2 separate regions of the Zea mays genome follow, and region 1 is linked to region 2. Evidence: chromatin contacts called from public Hi-C data. All regions are on one chromosome and are shown on one strand. Each heading gives the region's core, a stretch centred on a gene start, on an enhancer-like site or on the middle of the called end of the contact. The rest is flanking DNA. Distances are from core to core; before and after follow the strand shown. Region 1 holds the start of LOC541874 (homocysteine S-methyltransferase-2). Region 2 holds the start of LOC100280665 (methylcrotonoyl-CoA carboxylase subunit alpha).

Evidence for each region. Hi-C and Micro-C count contacts between places; a contact is called where the count stands out from the background.
Region 1: a Hi-C map of bundle sheath shows a contact between it and region 2, with 4 times the contacts expected there. The contact joins the promoter of LOC541874 here to the promoter of LOC100280665 in region 2. A contact is called at or near these places in 3 of 25 Hi-C or Micro-C datasets (bundle sheath, leaf and tassel).

Annotation. Positions count from the first base shown.
Region 1 is chr1:176,067,890-176,072,747 of Zm-B73-REFERENCE-NAM-5.0, forward strand. It overlaps LOC541874 (homocysteine S-methyltransferase-2), which reads left to right and starts at 1,739. Exons shown (of 7, transcript NM_001111542.2): 1 at 1,739-2,033; 2 at 3,507-3,563; 3 at 3,641-3,846; 4 at 3,938-4,067; 5 at 4,160-4,363; 6 at 4,571-4,642; 7 at 4,820-4,858. The coding sequence starts at 1,854.
Region 2 is chr1:175,546,599-175,551,230 of Zm-B73-REFERENCE-NAM-5.0, forward strand. LOC100280665 (methylcrotonoyl-CoA carboxylase subunit alpha) reads left to right here and starts at 1,260. Exons shown (of 16, transcript NM_001371674.1): 1 at 1,260-1,800; 2 at 2,085-2,206; 3 at 2,300-2,447; 4 at 2,619-2,756; 5 at 2,858-2,953; 6 at 3,095-3,154; 7 at 3,529-3,621; 8 at 3,748-3,859; 9 at 4,392-4,496; 10 at 4,577-4,632. The coding sequence starts at 1,417.

The DNA of each region.
Region 1 (4,858 bases), core at 489-2,988, 520 kb after region 2:
CAGGTATACGTCTTGTCCGCAGTAAATGTAGAGGCACACTATACTCAAAGGCTGATGTCGGGCTCTCCCCGATGGCTTATGTCACACGTCGTAGAACACGTGGCAGCACTAGGCCTCGCCTTGTTAGGGGAGTAGTGACTAGGACCGTCCTTCCTCACGACAGCTCTCGACCACCCTTGGTTGGGGGTCCGGATGGTGTTCGGGGGAGGTCCCGTCTCGTCCGGAGCTGGTCAACACGTGGCAGCACTGGACCCTCTTAGGCAGAGGTTTGGGTGGCCCTCCATGAGGGCCGGGCTGTTCCTGGGGTTCCGGCCGGCCGCAGGTTCCGAGAGCCCTCATCTTAAAGGCACATGGCAAACCCAGACCCTCTTTGAGGTTCTAGAGTGCTGATTATAGGTGTTGGCCTTCTCCCGAGCGCAGTGGGCTTACTGGGCAGGCCCAACCACTAGGTTAGGACAGATCACCATTAGCATGCTAGCTAATGGTAGTGCGGGATGGTCCGCCTTGACCTAGCAATAGTGTGTACTCCAATATTGAGGTACCGACAGTACCCAAACCATTTCCTATCTTATTTTTAGAGGAAATTTCGCTCCTTTATATGTTGTGTCTTTCTTTTAAATATAGAGAACTTTCCTTTGTTCTCTATATACATATAGAATCTTTCCTCTCTTCTCATTCTATTTTAATATTTTAAATAACGAAATAAGTCTAACTAAAATATTTATAAGCCATTTAAGTGTATAATAAATATGTACGTAAAAAAATCTAGAGCAAATATGTAGATGACTGAGATATAAAGGAAGGAATTTTTTTAGAAAGCCTTGTAAAGAGGGATATAAATGATACCGTTGGAGATAGTCTAAACCACCATAGTGAATACTCTATCAAACTTAGTCAATTTTGAATGGGACATATCATATGCAATCATCCATTTAGTGCGAGTGAGCAATCAAACAATTTATAACATCCAATCTAGATCCAACTATTTCATATGGAATGAGTTAAATATAAATAGGAGCTAGGTTTAAAGGGGAAGGAATTAAATATCAAATAATACTAACAGTTGGATTTTAATTGAATACACTAGATCGCTTTATTGTGCACGATATTTTCTCATTTTGAACTGACCTAAAAGATGGCGCGAACAACTTATCTATATCTCGTATTTCAAACTCTATATATAAATAGTGCAATCTATATAATGCAAAACAGTGGTTTGCACAATCATATATATGATCTGCTGGCTATAGCCTTAGGCCATCTTCAACAGACTTCGATCATGTGTGAATGCAATAGAGCTAATAGTTAGCTCGATAAAAAGTTGTTAGTAAATTAGCTAACTAACAGATAGTTGGCTACCTATTAGTTGATTTGCTAAAAGTAGCTATTAGCTGAAATATTAGCTAGACTGCTTGTATGTCTGCAGCTGATTTGAGTAGCTAACTATTATCTCTAGTGCATTAAAACATAACCTTTCTATCCACCTTTCATTCCACGTCTATTTTAAACTCTACTATATGAACAGTACACTATATAAAACAATATTTTACAGACAACTTAAATTATTAGAGACAGGTTTAAATTATCTCCAATAAATCTTCTATCTCATTTTTCTATAACATCTTATATTTAAAACTTCGTTCTACAAACAACTGCAGTTTCACATCACATATTGTATTTTATAAAGACGTCCCCCATCCTGCATCTGCAAAGGCCGCCCACTACCCTCTCCGGCTCTCCGCTAACAAAATCTAGAACCCTCTGAACCCTCCACATTCCTCCAGATCGAATAATAACCTAGCTCTGCACACCGCCCAGCCACCAGTGGCAGCAGGAGCAGGGGTCGGAACAAGATGGTGGTGACGGCGGCCGGCAGCGCGGAGGAGGCTGTGCGGCGGTGGGTGGACGCCGCCGGAGGACGCCTCGTCCTCGACGGCGGGCTGGCCACGGAGCTCGAGGCCAACGGCGCCGACCTCAACGACCCGCTCTGGAGCGCTAAGTGCCTCCTCTCCTCCCCGCACCTCATCCGCAAGGCAAACCACTCCCCTCAAACCCTGCTCTTCGTATGACGCGCATTCGGCCGCCGTTCCGCGCTTCCTCCCTACTAGAAAGTTGGCGGGTACTTCGTGGCGGTCTGCTGGATCTCCGCCCTCTGTCCTTCGAGCGAGGGAGAACCCAAGCGCGCACGCGGCGATGCGGCCGTGCTGCTCCTTTTTTTTTTACCCACCCTTCTTTTGTTTCTTCTGTATTCGGAACAGGCGAGTAACAAACGACGAGCCGCCGAGACCTTGACGGGGTGAGATCGACGCGTCACTGCTTGTTAAGACGTACTACTAGTTTATTACTGCAAGGTAGTAGTGGGGAGGCTTTCTTTTTGTTGTCATGGTCCGAGAGTATTGGAATGAAATATCGTTGCAGCAAAAGAATATCTGGGAGCGTCCCCACCAGGCACCAGCTACTACGACATCGTGAACAGGACAGGAGCATGTGTTCCTATGCGTATGGGTATGTTGTGGAGATTTGAACGAATAAGGCCCATGCGGCCATGCCTGCTGCTGAATTGGCTCATGCGTCAAGGGACAAAAGCTTATGCTAGCGACTGAATTTGGTGGCGGTCCAGGAATATGACTTTTATATATTCTAGTTGATGATTCTGAGCTTGCCCTGGATCGGTCTTCTTATCCAGACTTATCCCCAACTGAGCTGAGTCCTTTACTATGGCCTTCGTAAACCAGAACTCACGTTTGGCTCAATCCATCCATTACGGAGGAGGCCGGACAGGAACATCTGCCTGGATACTATTATGGGCCTGTTCTCCATTTTTAGTCTTATTCAGTTAGGAATAAAACAGAGATTAAACTGCTTTAGGGCATGTACAACCCTGAGCCTCTACCCTGAGCCTCTGGAACGGTTTTTTAAATACAAGAGACAGCTAAGAGACCGTATAATACAACTCTTAGCCCCTAAATAATAAATACAGTCAAGACATAATATGTATAGAATACCGTGTAGAGACGGGCTCTTGGTGAAGAGCCTATCTCTTGACTTTTTTCCATTTAGCCCCCTAAAGACTCCTCAAGAGCCCCCTCATTCAATTGGGTTGTACAGGCCCTTAGTCCCTAGGTGACTAAAAGGGACTAAACCATATTAATTTCACCTTTTGCTCCTCATTTATTTCAGTTGTATTAATGGCAGGAGAATGATAAGGTGCATATTAGCCTTATGAGTCATTTAATGTGTTCTAGATACTTTTAATCCTTTTCTAGAGTAAACTTTAGTCTATAGACTAAAGGAACAAAACAGACCCTATATTAACAGAACCGAATTAGCAATTTTCTGTCGTTACCATACTGTTCAAATCCCTTCTTTGTTCTGCCTGCAGTTTCTTAAGCGACAACTCATATTTTTTGTATTTTGGTTTAAGCAATTTTTTTTCATACGAAAACAGTCATTTTCAGATTGCCATGGTACATTAAATAACCGTTTATGTATATTTGGTGAACCAGGTCCACATGGACTATCTGGAAGCTGGCGCAAACATTATAATCACAGCATCGTATCAGGTTGAACACTCAACTTTTCAGCTTCATGTGGTGCCCATTTGTCAATATGATACTGACACTCATCTTGGGTACTGCAGGCCACTATTCAAGGGTTTGAATCAAAGGGTTTTTCAAAAGAACAGAGTGAAAACTTACTAACAAAGAGTGTCGAGATTGCACTGGAAGCTCGTGAGATGTTCTTGAAGGAACATCTGGAGAAGTCCACTCCTATACAGCACCCGGTTCTGGTCGCAGCGTCTTTAGGGAGTTATGGAGCTTATCTTGCCGATGGCTCCGAGTACAGGTATTTACAACCCACTTAACGGCACATAGCCACATACTATGGTTTCACAAACTTATGGCAGATACTCACTTTTGTTTTTCGCTGTAAATAGTGGGGATTATGGTGAAGCTGGTACGAAAGAGTTCCTGAAAGATTTCCATCGGCGGAGGCTCCAGGTTCTTGCGGAAGCAGGCCCCGATTTGATTGCTTTCGAAACGATTCCCAACAAACTGGAAGCTGAGGTCTACTATTTTGCGATCCGAGTCTTTTGCCTTGCATTTCTATCCATTCTTAGGAAACAGTTTCTGATTGTTGGCAACTTTGTCTTTTTTAGGCGTATGTCGAACTTCTCGAGGAGTGCAACATCAATATCCCTGCATGGTTTTCCTTCAACTCAAAAGATGGAGTGCATATTGTGAGCGGTGACTCGTTAATCGAATGCACTACTATTGCTGACAAGTGTGCAAAGGTTGGTGCGGTCGGGATAAACTGCACACCTCCAAGATTTATCCATGGACTGATACTCTCCATTCGAAAGGTATCCCTAGTATCCACCACACTTTGCACAGTATTCACCGCATGTTTGGCCCCGCCCTCGGTTATGGATGACTGTTCCACTTATCCCTGCGGAGTGCATATACCATGGTCTCCATTCTTGGTTTACCTTGGCACGAATCACTGTGTTGGAGATGGGGAAGGCTGCTGTTATGTTTTTACCTGGATAACTTTTGTTGCGTTACCACAGGTCACGGACAAGCCCATTCTGATATATCCCAACAGTGGCGAAAGATACGATGGTGAAAAAAAGGAGTGGGTGGTAGGTTCATTGAGCAAACTTAAGCCTATTCGTATAATAGAAGCTATCTTCTTTAGAACATGAAAAAAACAACAGGGGAAACACCCAGTTTTATCTCTTCCATAGTTTTAGGTTCTAGTGTTAAATGCAAGCCATCCTTTTAAAATTTTGAAATTAAATATAGTGATTTTGTTGCAGGAATCCACTGGTGTGTCAGATGGTGATTTTGTTTCTTAT
Region 2 (4,632 bases), core at 10-2,509:
AAGCACCGAAAGTAAAAGTAGTAAATATGTTAGGGTGAAAGATTGTGGTGGAGAGACATGAATGGGTTAAAGGAAATAGCTGTCTCCGTAAAAGAAATTTAGTTAACAAAATATTGATTTGTGCGAAGTTAATGGCAAATCCTTCTATTCATCGATTTAAATACTCTCACGGTCCCACAATTCATTTTAGCACTTAGACTTTATGTTTATGTTCAAATAAATAATGATAAATCTAGATACAGAGATGAATCTAAAGGGGGATTGGGATATAAAATTCGGTGAGGGATAGAGAAGGAAGGACTAAGGAGAAAAAAAGAAAAATTAGCTCCTCAGTCTATTGGAGAAAGATGGGGGTAGAGAAAGAGGGAAAATGGAGAAGAATAGAGAAATTTGAGTTGTATTGCCTCGGCTAATGATCACTATGTAATCAGCTCCTCCTTTATTCCAATTTTAGATCATCACTATTTAGACATATATAAAAACATATACAATTAGTGTATGAATCCAATAAAATACTAAAATAGATTTTAAATTGGAAAAGATACCATCTGAGCTCTGAGGTACGCAGGCCTGAGATTAGGGATGGCAACGGGGATTTCCCCGTCGGGGAATGGCTTCCCACCCCCGTCCCCGCGGGGATAAAAATTCCCCGTCCCCGTCCCCGCGAACGCTCACGGGGGAGCTTTTTCTCCCATCCCCGTCCCCGTCGGGGAATTTATCCCCGTGGGGAACCCCGCGGGGAATCTGTCTCTGCTAGAAGTACAATATTTAAAGATAAATTTAAATTGATTGTATCAAATTAATACAAATTTAACAAACAAGATTGAAAATTACAAGAGATATCTACTTTAGAGTTTAGTTTTCTATTTTATAACATGTCATGCACTGAGTTCTTACTATAATTTTAACAAGTAAATTGACTAACTTGGATAAAATAGTTTCGTGGGGCGGGTACACGGGGAACGGGGACGGGGGATGGTTCCCCGTCCCCGTCCCCGCGAACCCGACGGGGATTAAATTTCCCCCATTTAGATCCCCGCGGGGACTAAATTTGTCCCATACCCGTCCCCTAATAGGGGAATTCCCGCGGGGAATCGGGGATCGGGTCCCCATTGCCATCTCTACCTGAGATGCTCATCCGCCCTTCCTTCTCGGCACGCTCGCGCAGGAAGGCTGGAGAGCTACGGACGGCCGACGGGAACAAGGAGAGACGTCGCGGACTCGTCTGACCAGTCACCGCCCTTATCCAGCGGGACCAACCCAGGCCCACACTGACGACGCCCCCCATCTCGCATCTCGCGTACTATTTCCACAATTCCACCGACCCGTCGTCGCGCCACTCCGTCTTGCTCAACACCAGTCACCACTGCTCTCCAAGCCTCCACCAGCGTCCAGCCGAACCATCGCCACCGCAGGATGGCCTCCCGCCTCCTCCTCCACCTCCACCTGCGCCGCCGCGGGCGCGGGATCCCGGGCTGCCCCGTGCCCGCGCTACCCCTCCACGCCGCGCGGCTCCTCTCCTCCTCCCCACCAACCGCAGCTGCGGCCTCGTCGTCGGCGGCGGGCGGCGGGGGCATCGAGAAGGTGCTGGTGGCGAACCGGGGCGAGATCGCGTGCCGGGTCATGCGCACCGCGCGCCGCCTCGGGGTCGCCACCGTGGCCGTGTACAGCGACGCCGACCGCGGGGCGCTGCACGTGCGCGCCGCCGACGAGGCCGTCAGGATCGGCCCGCCGCCCGCGCGGGAGAGCTACCTCAACGCCAGGGCCATCATCGAGGCCGCCCTCCGCACCGGCGCCCAGGTCCGTCTACCAACCCCTCCCCTGCCCTGCCGCCCGTCGCTGTCTCGCTCATTATTTTCCCCTACTTTGCGTCTGGAGCCGCGTGCCCTGCCGTGTCAGTGCCACACACACCGATCGTTGGTCGTTGTCGTTGCTCACTTGCTCTGTAGAGATAGCTCTACTTTACATTAAAACGAGTATCCCCCGCCACACGCACACGCTGTAGCACGTAGGCGAGTCGTAGGGAAGTGTGGAAGTGGAGAACAGTACGAAAGTTTAGTATGCCATGAATTTGCTTTGTGCAGGCTATCCACCCGGGATACGGTTTCCTTTCAGAGAGTGCTGATTTCGCGCAGCTCTGTGAAGCCGAGGGGCTCAAATTCATTGGACCACCAGCATCTGCAATCCGAGACATGGGCGATAAGAGGTAAAACATCTTCTTGTCTGGTGTGCTTACAGATTGTTCTGTTTTGGCTCTTGTTCAGAGCAGTGCACACTGAACATAATTTGTAAAATACAGTGCATCCAAGAGGATCATGGGTGCTGCTGGCGTGCCGCTGGTTCCAGGGTACCATGGGGCTGACCAGGACGTTGAGCTGTTGAAACTCGAAGCGGATAAAATCGGTTATCCTGTTTTAATCAAACCCACCCATGGTGGAGGGGGCAAGGTGTGCTAAACTGTTTCTCAGATTGTCTCATGCATGGAGAAGTTCTTATTATGATTTGCTAGGCATATAGCTTTCAAGTGTTCCAGAGAAGCCTGCTCTGTAGCTGCATGACCTATCTTATGTGTGTCTTGTGTGTGTGTGTAACCTTTTCATCCTATATCCTTTCTTAAGGGGATGAGAATAGTCGAAAGGCCTGATGAATTTGTGGATTCTGTACTGAGCGCTCAACGGGAAGCTGCAGCATCGTTTGGTGTAAACACACTATTGATTGAGAAGTATATTACTCAACCAAGACACGTAGAAGTCCAGGTAAGATTCAATTGATATTGGACCTGCCACAGTCCTTCATACAATTGGAAACCTGCAGTAACTCTTTGTTGTCTTCCCTTGTACTGCATTAATGTTTGAAGGTATTTGGCGACCAACATGGAAATGCGATATACCTTTATGAGAGAGACTGCAGTCTACAGAGAAGGCATCAGAAGATCATCGAGGAAGCTCCAGCTGTAAGGATCTGTTATCCAACAAAAACCTGGAGCTTGCTTGAAAACATATTGAGGAAGCTCTAAGGATTTGCTAGCTGTTTGTGCCCTGAATTTTACTTCGATAGAATAATCGATTTAGTTGTCTGTTTATATATTGTGCAGCCAAATGTGCCAGCTGAGTTTCGGTCTCATATTGGTGGAGCTGCTGTATCTGCAGCAAAGGTGAATGTTTCTGAACATTAGTATATGCTTAGGAGACAAATTTGTTGCTCTCAGTTCACTATTGTTAGTTAAGATCTTTTCATTATCTACCTGCCAATTTTTTCGCACCAATATAGAATGACAAATGTGCAAGCAATTTGCTTCACATGACTGCCAGTTCAAAGTTATATGTATTATCTAATGGATCATTTTAGTAGACTTTTTTTTTCTAATAATACTCAACAGTTGGCAAGCTACCTATCATTTTTCATGCTATCTGTCATAAAACAAGTGGTTCTTTCTTTGTTTTCTCTGTTGATATGTTTTTAGCAGTTATTCTGTTTAATCCTTCTGTTTCACATATAGGGTCATTTATTGGATTGTTTGTGTTGAAGGCAGTTGGTTACTACAATGCTGGAACAGTGGAGTTTATTGTGGACACTCTTTCTGGAGAGTTCTACTTCATGGAGATGAATACTCGACTCCAGGTAATATATCTATGATAATAATCTGATATGATTAAGTACCTTGGCATTTCTTTTTGCATGGTACTTCATTGATTTACTTGTTAAAATTCTAAAACACAAAATCATCTTGTGAATCAATCTTGGAAGGTTGAACACCCAGTGACAGAGATGATTGTTGGTCAAGATCTTGTGGAGTGGCAAATACGTGTTGCGAATGGAGAACGACTACCATTATCTCAGGAGCAGGTTCCATTAAATGGTAAACCTTAAAAATAACTCATTGTGTTACCCAAAAAATTCACTGTTGATTCCTGATTGTCATGTTGCCCCTCTTAGCTACTATAGGTTGTTCGCATCATGAACAGCATTGTGAATCTTATCTAGTTCTATAATTTGAAGATACTGCCTTTAATTATTAGCTTAACAGTACACTGTAATGCAACTAATTGGATACATTTTGGTACTTGGATTATCATGGTATTCTGCTGTTTTTAATGCAAACTGGCTCTAGCCTGGCTGGCTAGCTCATTTGAGAGTGGGGTCTATATTCCTTTTATACAAGCGTTTTTTCCAAACATTATCACTTCATTACTTGTACCCAAGTATCCATTAAGACATTTATTTATGATTCTGAAAACTGAACTGCATGCTGCTATTGGTTTATGAATAAGAAGCTCACAATTATTTTGTTTTCCTTTGAATTGGCTTATCTATATTTGCATATGAGCCTTCTAAACTTATAGCGCCACTCATCCAGATTACTTCTTAACTACTGCTTTGCTTTGATATAGGACATGCATTTGAAGCACGGATATATGCTGAAAATGTTCCAAGAGGGTTTCTCCCTGCAACAGGAACCTTACATCACTACCGACCAGTCCCTTCTGACCCAACTGGTGAAATATGGACATACCCTATGACCAATTATATTACTAGTTACATTTCAGTGTTGCACAATTAACATATTCTTCCTCAGTAAGAGTTGAAACTGGAGTCGAAGAAGGAGATACCGTCAGCATGCATTATGATCCA